3 separate regions of the Danio rerio genome follow, and regions 1 and 2 are each linked to region 3. A link is a contact called in public HiCAR-type data. All regions are on one chromosome and are shown on one strand. Each heading gives the region's core, a stretch centred on a gene start, on an enhancer-like site or on the middle of the called end of the contact. The rest is flanking DNA. Distances are from core to core; before and after follow the strand shown. Region 1 has its middle 47 kb from the start of ntmt1. Region 2 has its middle 70 kb from the start of ntmt1. Region 3 overlaps ptpa (protein phosphatase 2 phosphatase activator).

Evidence for each region. HiCAR-type assays count read pairs that join an accessible place to other places.
Region 1: a HiCAR-type map of caudal fin shows a contact between it and region 3, with 5 times the contacts expected there. The contact joins two enhancer-like sites. A contact is called at or near these places in 1 of 18 Hi-C or Micro-C datasets (hematopoietic stem cells) and 1 of 4 datasets of contacts at active chromatin or transcription factors (caudal fin).
Region 2: a contact with region 3 is called in a HiCAR-type map of caudal fin, with 4 times the contacts expected there. The contact joins two enhancer-like sites. A contact is called at or near these places in 2 of 4 datasets of contacts at active chromatin or transcription factors (caudal fin and embryo).

Annotation. Positions count from the first base shown.
Region 1 is chr5:33,170,118-33,173,424 of GRCz12tu, reverse strand. No RefSeq gene overlaps it. Among named protein-coding and RNA genes, the nearest start is that of ntmt1, 47 kb to the right of the region's middle. Within about 2 kb of position 1,589, at least 4 of the 62 cell types and tissues checked have an H3K27ac peak or open chromatin away from gene starts, as enhancers often do. A contact at or near this core is called in caudal fin, where this site is marked.
Region 2 is chr5:33,193,525-33,196,987 of GRCz12tu, reverse strand. No RefSeq gene overlaps it. Among named protein-coding and RNA genes, the nearest start is that of ntmt1, 70 kb to the right of the region's middle. Within about 2 kb of position 2,212, at least 49 of the 62 cell types and tissues checked have an H3K27ac peak or open chromatin away from gene starts, as enhancers often do. A contact at or near this core is called in caudal fin, where this site is marked.
Region 3 is chr5:33,420,188-33,423,530 of GRCz12tu, reverse strand. It overlaps ptpa (protein phosphatase 2 phosphatase activator), which reads left to right. Exons shown (of 10, transcript NM_001003425.2): 9 at 1,178-1,285. Among named protein-coding and RNA genes, the nearest start is that of ier5l, 10 kb to the right of the region's middle. Within about 2 kb of position 1,615, at least 55 of the 62 cell types and tissues checked have an H3K27ac peak or open chromatin away from gene starts, as enhancers often do. A contact at or near this core is called in caudal fin, where this site is marked.

The DNA of each region.
Region 1 (3,307 bases), core at 340-2,839, 250 kb after region 3:
CACATGTGTTTGGACTGTGGGGGAAACCAGAGCACCCAGAAGAAACCCACGCAAAAGCAGGGAGAACATGCAAACTCCATACAGAAATGCCAACTGACCCAGCCGAGGCTCGAACAAGCAAACCCAGTGGCCTTCTTGCTGTGAGGCACTACTGCGCCACTGCATCGCCAGAACTATATTTAATAAAATAACAGTAATTTAATTTTGCAATAGCATTTCACAGTTTTACTGTATTGTTCATTTAATGCCGCCTTTGAGAGCAGAATAAGCTTATTATAAAACAGTAAATAATCTTATCTGACTCCAGCCTTTTGACTGGCAGTGTATATTATTACAATTTTTGTTCATTGGTATAAAGCACAGGTGTCAAACTGAGTTCCTGGAGGGCCGCAGCTCTGCACAGTTTAGTTCCGACCCTAATTAAACATGCATTATCAAACTAATTGAGTGTTTTAGACTTGTTTGATACCTTGTGTTGCAGCAGGGCTGGAACTAAACTCTGCAGAGGATTGAGGATCCAGGAATCCAGGAATTGATTTTGACACCCCTGGTATAAAAGAATAGTTCACCAAAAAAAATTTAATTCTCGAAATTACAAAATGAAAAACACTTAAAATTGTGACTTTGTATACAGTATGAAACCCTATTAACAGATTATATTTTATGCTCACCTGATACTAGATTGTAGCCATTATTATTGTAGCCATTTTTATGGATTTGAATGGAGCATTTTGTCCTTAAAGTACTAAATGTTTTGTACCTACAGTAGTGCAAAAACAAACATACAAAAGCATATGAAGGTAAAGTATTAAAGTTACAGTAAAAACACACTGTTGACCTTAACAGCCAAAATATTTCAGGTAAAATGTAAAAGATAAAAATGTCCTTTATAGGACACATAAGGGTTCATGTAATAATGAAAGCTACTTCTTTCAATGGTCTTATTGATTTCCTTTATATAAATTGTCCTGTTAGTTGTAAACAAGGTGAGAATCCACTCTAAGCATTTAAATTTGTGGATAACTGTTGTTTTCTTTCTTTGTTTTTCAAAACAATTTAGCTAATTCATAAAAAATGCATTCATTCACAGTATGAATATTGCTAGTTCTGACTTCAAGCATCTATAAAAAAACAATGTTTGTGTTTGTGTGCGTGTAGGAAACAGAGAAAATGAAGTATACATAGGGAAAGAGCGAGTGTGCAGAGTCTTGTGGACGTGCCATGCTGTGCTAAACTGTACTAACCTCTCAGTGGGTGGCTGCAGTGCTGGAGCTCAAACAGACATGAAAAGGATTTGGGGGGACAATAATTTAGCTTTTCCTCTGCTTCATATGGAACTCTCGCCTTCACTCTCTTCATAGGCATTTCAAAGCCTGGCCAGAAAGGCAGAATGAAGTATTGTTCAAGAAGACTATCCATTCAGTATTAAGCTCAAAATGTTTGCACCGACACTGCCAGCCCCCCCATGAGTACGTACGGTTTATTTTTGGTTGTGCCAATTCTTTGAAGGTTTGCCAGTCCTGCCAGAATTTAGCAGTGTTCCTACTCTTGAAATACTGAGTGAGTAGGAGTGGAAAGGGTGTGGTGCGGTCCATTCTTAGCAGTGTGCAGTACGCCTGGCTTTAGAAATATCATGACTATCATCATTAGAGGAAGGCTATTTTGTCACAGATGACGATTACGTAAAAGATGAACACAGGAAGATCAGCGCATATCCATAAATAAATCTTCCTCTGTCCAAGAAAGACATATCAGAAACTTTTAATGCAATTTGCATATCAAGTTTCTTGTCCAAGTTGAGTCTAAAATCATTATCTCACTTATTCCTTTTATACCGTAAAAAAGTCTTTATGTCAGATTCAGTTTCTATCTGTGGGCTGAGGAACATCTACATAGACAAGGTTAAACTGTTGAACCTAAATATATAGCCAATCACAGATTGTGGATTGTATTCACGTATCTTTTTGAACTATAGACCATCACTGAAAAAAATAAACAGTGTTGCAATCTCTGTGCATCCAAAAGTTATCTATAGAACATACAAGAAGAAATTTTCATACCACAACAAAAGGATTACAACAAAATTGGATAGCACTGACTTGCATTGTATCGGCAAAAACATTTTTCAAAATATCCTCCTTTCTTTTCGGCAGCAACATCATAAAAGGGAGAACTTCAATAGAGTGAGGGAGAAAGTAATGACAGGATATTGTGTATCTATTCAGACCTGTCGGAAGAAAAATGGCAGGTGGGCTGAAGGAAAATTCTTTTTCTGACAGTAGGTGGTGCTTATGAAAGAGCTGAAAATGGCCACTAAACAAAAAGAGCTGAGCAATGCTTTATTTAAGACTTCTGGTCAGTCAAACAAAATTGAAATGTTCTCAAACAGCTCTGAAGAATTTTGTAATTTCAGTGTTTACTGCCAAATACAAGACTACACAGAAAAGGGGCTGGTTCCTGTAAAAAAATAGCAGCAAATGAACATTGGTTCGTAAGTTTTGTTTTGGTATGTAATGAAAATATATTTCAACATCTTCAAGGGATTTATAGATTTATTTATTCTTAATGTAGACAATAAGAGTCCCATTGAGCAGCCTCTTCTTCCAGGGAGGCCTGATTTACCTTTTCGTATTTGATTAAGAGGACACGGAAGCATTTCTTTCATTCATTCATTCATTTTGTTTTCGGCTTAGTCCCTTTATTAATCAGGGGACAACGGAATGAACTTATCCAGCATATGTGTTACACAGCGGATGCACCTCCAGCTGCAAACCGGAACTGGGAAACACCCATACACTCTTGCATTCACATACACTCTGGCCAATTTAGCTCATTAAATTCATCATGTCTTTTGACTGTGGGGGAAAACCAGAGCAACCGGAGGAAACTCACGTGAACACGAGGAGAACATGCAAACTCCACAAAGAAATGCCAACTGACTCAGCCGGGGCTTGAACCAGCGACCTACTTGCTGTAAGGCCACAGCGCTACCCACTGCGCCATCTTGTTGCCTTAAAAGCATTTCATTGGATTGAAAACTACACTTGAATACTATTGCACTTGTGCAGGACCTAGGTTAGTGTGATTAGGTTAGTGTGATTTTATTTTAAGTAGGACATCTGTGCTGATCCTGGAACAGTATTACAATAAGCGAATCAGATTTAAGTAATAAGTTTACAGTTTAAGCAAAGTTTAAGCTTACATTTAGGGTTTTAAACTTCTACATAGTTGTTATTTAACACCCCCCTGATTATGGTAATAATTTACAATTAGAGTTTGGTTTAGGGGTAGCAATTAGGTATGGATT
Region 2 (3,463 bases), core at 963-3,462, 230 kb after region 3:
ACGTTTCTGGAGACCGCGATTTACGTGGCCGGAGGTACGTAAAGGCCGCGTTTGTTTTTTTTCTTGAGCGAACGCCGCGGGGCAGTGTGGCGCCGCTCCGCCCCTCCTCTTCACGCTCGCCGGCCGATGGCTCGCCTCCGAGTGGAGGGCTTTCCCGACGCAATCAGTTCGACCGCCTAGCTCACAGCGTTGCGGCGGCGGAGTGGAGGCCCCGGAGGAGGAGGACGAGCCTGAGCCGGCCGCGGTGGACGACGACCGGGATCGAGTTCGGGGAACGGCAGGTTCCGGAAATCAGGTAAGACGAAAAACAAAATCCGGAAAATGAGGGCGAGAACGCGGCGGGATCCGAAAACGCTGTTGAGATCTAAGACGGGGGCTTTTGCTTTTTTTTTTTTTCCGATCCGGCGGCTATTCGCGCGAGAACGGCGCAGGCGCGAAAAAGCGCGCACAGCGGCCTCTCGCGGATCCGCGAAAACAAAAATCCGCTCGAATACCTCCCGGGATGTAAATGGCGGTCCGCAGAAACGTCCGCGGGGCTACGTTTCCACAATGAGCCCGGGTTGGCTTTTACAGTCAATAGTTTGAAAGCATATCTGAATCGCTTAATTTCTGTCCCTGTTAATAATTTATGTAGCTAAACAAGCGAGACAATCTCTTTAAAAGAATGACTTACAAAGAGAAATTTTGAATTTCTTTGGATTGTTAATTGATAGGGCGACACACTGGTTCTGTGGGTAGCGCTGTTCCCTCACAGCAAGGTTGCTGGTTCGAGCCAGTCAGTTGTGTGGGTGTGAATGCAAGAGTGTATGGGTGTTTTCCATTGTTGAGTTGTGGCTGAAAGGGCATCTGCTGCGTTAGACACATGGATAAGTTGGTGGTTCATTTCGCTGTGGTGATGCCTGATTAATAAAGGGACTAAGCCAAAAAGAAAATGAATGAATGAATGTTACCTGATAAAACTGAAAAACAAAATAGATGAAAAACCCAAAATAGCAACAGGAAACATTGAAAATATTTTGACGACTTCATTTAGCCTAATTTCATTGGAAAAAAAAATGCTCTTTTGTAACAAATTTCATTGGGTGTAGTTTGTATCTTTGTTTTAATGTATTTTTTGTTGGTCAGTTATCTACAAAATAAACAAAAAGAATGAATAAACTTTAGATGAAGTTTAAATAATAGGTAGATGCAAATAATACCTTTTGGCCTTAAGAGAATTATTAATTAATTTTAAGTAGGCCTATTTTAACATAAAATAAAATATTTCTGACAATTTTCTTCATAACTTGAGTTATGAACTACAGTATCGCAATACTACTTGGTATAGTGATATTTCAGCTGGTATAGTATTGTAAATTAATGATATTTGGGATGCTCTGTCTTTTTAAGTAAACAAGGGTGCGTATATGTCACGCGCACACATGGAGGACAAAAGTAAGAGAGTGTGAGTGAGTGAGGGATTGTAGGAGAGTCTGATTAGGGAGCGATGGAACACTTGTGTCGCAGACTATGCTTGTCATTTCTGCCTGTTTGCGTCACATGACTAGACTGCTCATTAAGACCTGAAATAGATGGGCATGGTATCATCTGCTATATTTAGCCCAGTTTAAATGCTGACAAGTTACGGCAGGTCCTCCATTTAACTTTTGGAACTCTCTATACAGTTTGGCAAAGGCTGAATTGGACGGTGTTAAATTTGGATGGAAAAAAGAAAGTTTAGTCCAGGTTTAAAACATTCGCTTAAGTTGTCTATATTGTAACTCATTTTAAAAGGTCAATAAAACTAGCTAAAAAAATATCACAGAGTGGGATTTTATAGCATTGACCAGTTAAAGGCAGCGGAAAAATCAAAGAGTGTGAGCAATGGAGGGGAATGGAGTGAGAGAGAAAGATTAAAACAAAAGAGAAAAAAGAAGGGAGTGAAAAAGAGGAAAAATATTGGGTCCTGAAAAGTCCACCCACAGCTGCCTCTTAAAAAAAAAACTTCATTCTGCTTTTTCGGCCTGTGTATGTGCGTGTGTGTGTGTGCGTGCGTGTGTGTGTGTGTGTGTGGCTCTGTCGGCTTTGTCCCTCAAAGAGCTTTTTTTTCTTCCTTTGCTTTTTTTCCCCTCTCTCTTTTTTTCCTGGAGAGAGAGGCTGGCGCCAGCAGTCTGGAACAGGGCTGACAGGATTTGAATTATAGAAGCTGAACGGGAGGGGGGGTGGATGGAGGAGAGAGAAGGAGCAAGAAATAGGGAGAGCAGGCGAGCGGGGAGAAAGAGAGAGATTCGGTTGGTGTGTGTATGTGTGTGGGTGATTGAGTGTAGCAGAAAAAGGGCTGTTATTTCAAAAGCGACAGCCACACAGGCGAAGCGGGCGGAGGTGTCGGGTGGATGCTAAGCTAGCTATCTCGCTTTCTGGCCAGCATCAGAAATTAACAAAAATAAACTAAGCAGACAACTGTAGTTTTAATCGTGGACGAGTCCCAGTATGCTTAATATTATTGACATTTTGGGTTACTCAGTTTAGTTTAACTTAAGGTTATTTTCGATGGAGAATTTTGTACAGTTTTATGCACACACTTCCCACACAGATTTGATCAAGAACTTTTAAAGAGACAGTACACCAAAAAAATTTAATCTGTTATATTTACTCTGGGCAACGCAGTGGCACAGTAGGTATTGCTGTCGCCTCACAGCAAGAAGGTCTCTGGGTCGCTGGTTCGAGCCTCGGCTTGTTATACCTGCGTTTGTGTGGGTTTCCTCCGGATGCTCCGGTTGCCCCCACAGTCCAAAGACATGTGGTTCAGGTGAATTGGGTAGGCTAAATTATCCGTATCTGTATGAATGTGTGTGAATGTGTGTGTGCATGTTTCCCAGATATGGATTGCGGCTGGAAGGGCATGCGCTGCGTAAAATCGTGCTGGATAAGATGGCGGTTCATTCCGCTGTGGCGACCCTGGATGAATAAAGGGACTAAGCCGACAAGAAAATTAATAAATAAATATTATTTACTCACACTCACCATGACTCTCTCTTCTGTCTTGAAATAATAGAAGATATTTTGAAATTATATTATTATTATTATATTAAATTATATTTGATATTTTAATTATTTTACTAGTCATTTCTTTTCATGCTGTTACAATTACTCGGGATGTGAGTTGTTCAAAGTTTTTTTGTGGTAATCATTCAAATGTACAAATTAATAACTGTTTAACTCTTTGTAAATACTTTATGCAGAAGTCTCAACCCAAAATGTTTGGATCACAAATTTTGTATCCACTTTTGCTAATATGAGGACAGAAAAATGTGGCGCAAAGATTTGTTTGAAAACTATTTCTAAATTCAGTTCTAATTTCCAGCAAACGAGTAAATGAACAATAATAATGAAGTGTGTACAAAAAACTGAGTTATATCCAAATACACATGCTGTGCTACATATGGTCTAAAACCTGTCAGGTGGGCAAATCTAAGCTTGTTTA
Region 3 (3,343 bases), core at 366-2,865:
TATGCACACAATTTTATTATCAGATGACCTTTTTTAATGCACATACTGAAATTAGTTCGGGAAAAGTGTTTCCATCACAGTTTATGCACATATTTTCTCATTGGATAAAAACTTTATCCTACTCAGTTTATGTGCATATGTTTTTTATTCACATTTTTAAAATCTATGCACATCTTGCTATTTCCATCAACCGTTTTTTTATGCGCATGTCCAAAATCTGCATAAAAATAGGTGGATGGAAACGTAGCTAGTGGTTACAGGTTTCTAACTGTCTTTTAAATATTTTCTTCTGTATTTAACAGAAAAAAGTCTTTAATTTTATTTTTGGGTAAAGGAAGTAATGGAGTAATGTCTGCTGAAAAAAATGTGGTCATCACATTAATGCAATACATTTTAAAATATGAATTGTTATTTTAAAATTGAGATTCATTGTAATACTATTCAACAGTTATACTGTATTTTTGATCAAATAAATAAATTCTGATTGGAACAAGAGACATTGAAAAACATGTTAAAAAAAGACTCAAGCTTTTGCAAATGTATGCTTTCAATGTTACAAAAGTCATAAACTCTGTTTATTTTACAAACTAATATACTATCAATATAAACGTTTTGAATGTTCTTGTTTATTTATTCATTTTAATTTAAGTAGATCTGCCAAAAAGAGTAAAATCCGGTTTAACTACATAAATTTTTCTGCAACTACATGTATAGAGCCATTTAAAAACTGCTGCTAAATTGGTATTTTTGTTTATTTGTATTAGTATTTATTTTGCATATGAATTATAAAAAACATTTTTCTTTTCCTTTTTTTTTTTTTTTTTTTTTTTTTTACTTTTTACTGATCTTATGGTGAACACACAGAAATTGTATTTTATTATTTTTTTATTTTAGTACCTTTTAAAACAGTTTAACATAAAACATTTAATTTAAAGTAGCCTTCACACTCAGATCGATTTGCAAATATCTGTTGCTGAATAAATGTTGCTGATTGCACATTATGTCTTAAGTTTTCTATAATTTCCATAATCACCATGTGTATATATATATATATATATATATATATATATATATATATATATATATATATATATATATATATATATATATATATATATATATATATATATATATATATTTTTTTTTTTTTTTTTTTTTTTTTTTTCTTTCTCGTTAGATGAAAACAGGCCCTTTTGCCGAGCACTCAAATCAGCTTTGGAACATCAGCGCCGTTCCTTCATGGTCTAAAGTGAATCAGGGCCTCATCCGAATGTATAAAGCAGAAGTGAGTATCACAATATCATAAACACCAGCACATATCAGTGGCTTTTTGATAGTGTAATGTTAAACGACACCAACTTCTCCAATACAGTACATACATTTTTTAAAAACTAGTTCTATTAAAAAAGCTCAATTTCAAGCTTCCGCCTCCCACGGTCTGCATGTGACTTTAATAAATGCTTTACCATAAATTGCCAAGCCATAGCTTCTCAGTTGCTCTGCGAAGTTTTAAGCCTAGAGCTGAAAGAGTTAATCGAGCAGGCATGTGTGTTGAAGGGGAAGAACCGAGCGCCTCTCCCCCTCCTCCAAAAGCCCACATCCTGTGTTGTGGAGAAGCGTTGCTGTTCTCCCTCCCCCTGCAGAGTGAAGCTGAGGGGCCAGTCTGTCTGCAGATTCCCCTCCTCCTTCCCTGTCTGTCTTTCCCCACCCCCGTATATATCACACACACTCCTGCTCTCCGCCAGACAGACTCATGACTCTTTCTGATGGTGCTAAATGACTCTGCTTTGAGTATGAAAGCTCTGCATATGGAAAGTATATATAAATGAAGGGCTTTACCTCAGTATCAATGCACTTTTGTTATTGTGTGTGTGTGTGTGTGTGTGTGTGTGTGTGTGTGTGTGTGTGTGTGTGTGTGTGTGTGTAGTTTGAGGATATTATACAAGAGTTTTTCACAATCCTAGATTTTTTTTTTAGCAAGGATTAATTATAATGATCAAAAGTGGCTGCAAAGAACTTTGAAACTTTATAACAAATTCCTGTTTTAAATATTGTTCATGAAAAGTTCCTTGGAAAAGTTTTGGCTCAAATCTTAAGTATCACAACTCTTTTAAGGATCAAAAACATTAGAAATGTTTCTTAAGGAATAAATTAGCAAATCAGAATTATTTCAGAAAGATCACGTAACTGAGTAATCATGTAAAATGGAATTTTTGCCAGCACAGGAATACATTTTATTTTAAATTTTAAAAAAAAGTTTTTTTATTGTAATATTTTACATTGGCTATTCTAGTATTATTAATTGTATAAATATTTTCATTTTAATCTTAGTTTTAGTAATTGTGATTTGTCATTTTTATGTTTTTTTTTTCGTCTATACAATTTGAATTAACGTTATTGTAGTGTTATTTAATTATGTTAGTTTCATTTAGATCGGATGTCCAAACTACAATCCGCGGGCCAAAAAAGGCAAAAATCAGATGCATCTTGACTAGTGTAATGCGATATAAAGGTTCACTTTGACTCCGATCCAACGATTTTTTTTTTGAGACTCGAGCGAACAGTTTGTGCGACGTCACGCTTGATTTGAGTTGAATATGAAACACTTTTTAAAGAGATTTCATCTGAAATGGGTACGTCTGTACAGACATCTTTATGATCTGTCCATGCGTGATCATAGGGAAAACCAGATGACCGATAATTCTTGGCTAGAAATAGCAACAGCCACGGGAAAGGTAGAAAGTTTTTGTTAAAAAGTTTGGAAAAACCTGAGGGATACGTTTGTTAAAGCCCAAAAGAGGTCTTGTGAAAAGTGAAGACCCAGATACACAGTTAAAGAAAATGTTTTTCCATCATTTATAGGTTTACACTGTATATTACAATTTTGAATTTAAAAAAATTTAATAGTTACACAACTATAATTAGGAAACAAAATATTTCTTTGATAACTGAAAAGGAATATTTCAACCTATCGGTTTCCAGTATACTGATGCCCTATTTTTTCTAGCCTTTGTTTGTGATAATGGTCAGGAATGTTGAATCATTATTACCTTTTTAGCATAAGTAAAGGACAGAAATTTGCCAGACAGTAATGTGTGAACTGTGAAGCGGCCTAAACTTTTTAGTAATTACTTTTTAGTAATTTTCCTTTTTCTTGCCATAATAAAAATTTAATTTGTAGAGAAACAACAAATGTTCTGTTGTCATTAATATTTTAATAAACCAATAGGTAAAACTCTGAGATATGAACAAAATGAAATGACGTATAAAATTTAGATTTAAAAAAATCCTGAATGGTCACAAAAGTGCTTATAATCATTAAAATAAATAATAAAAATAATTA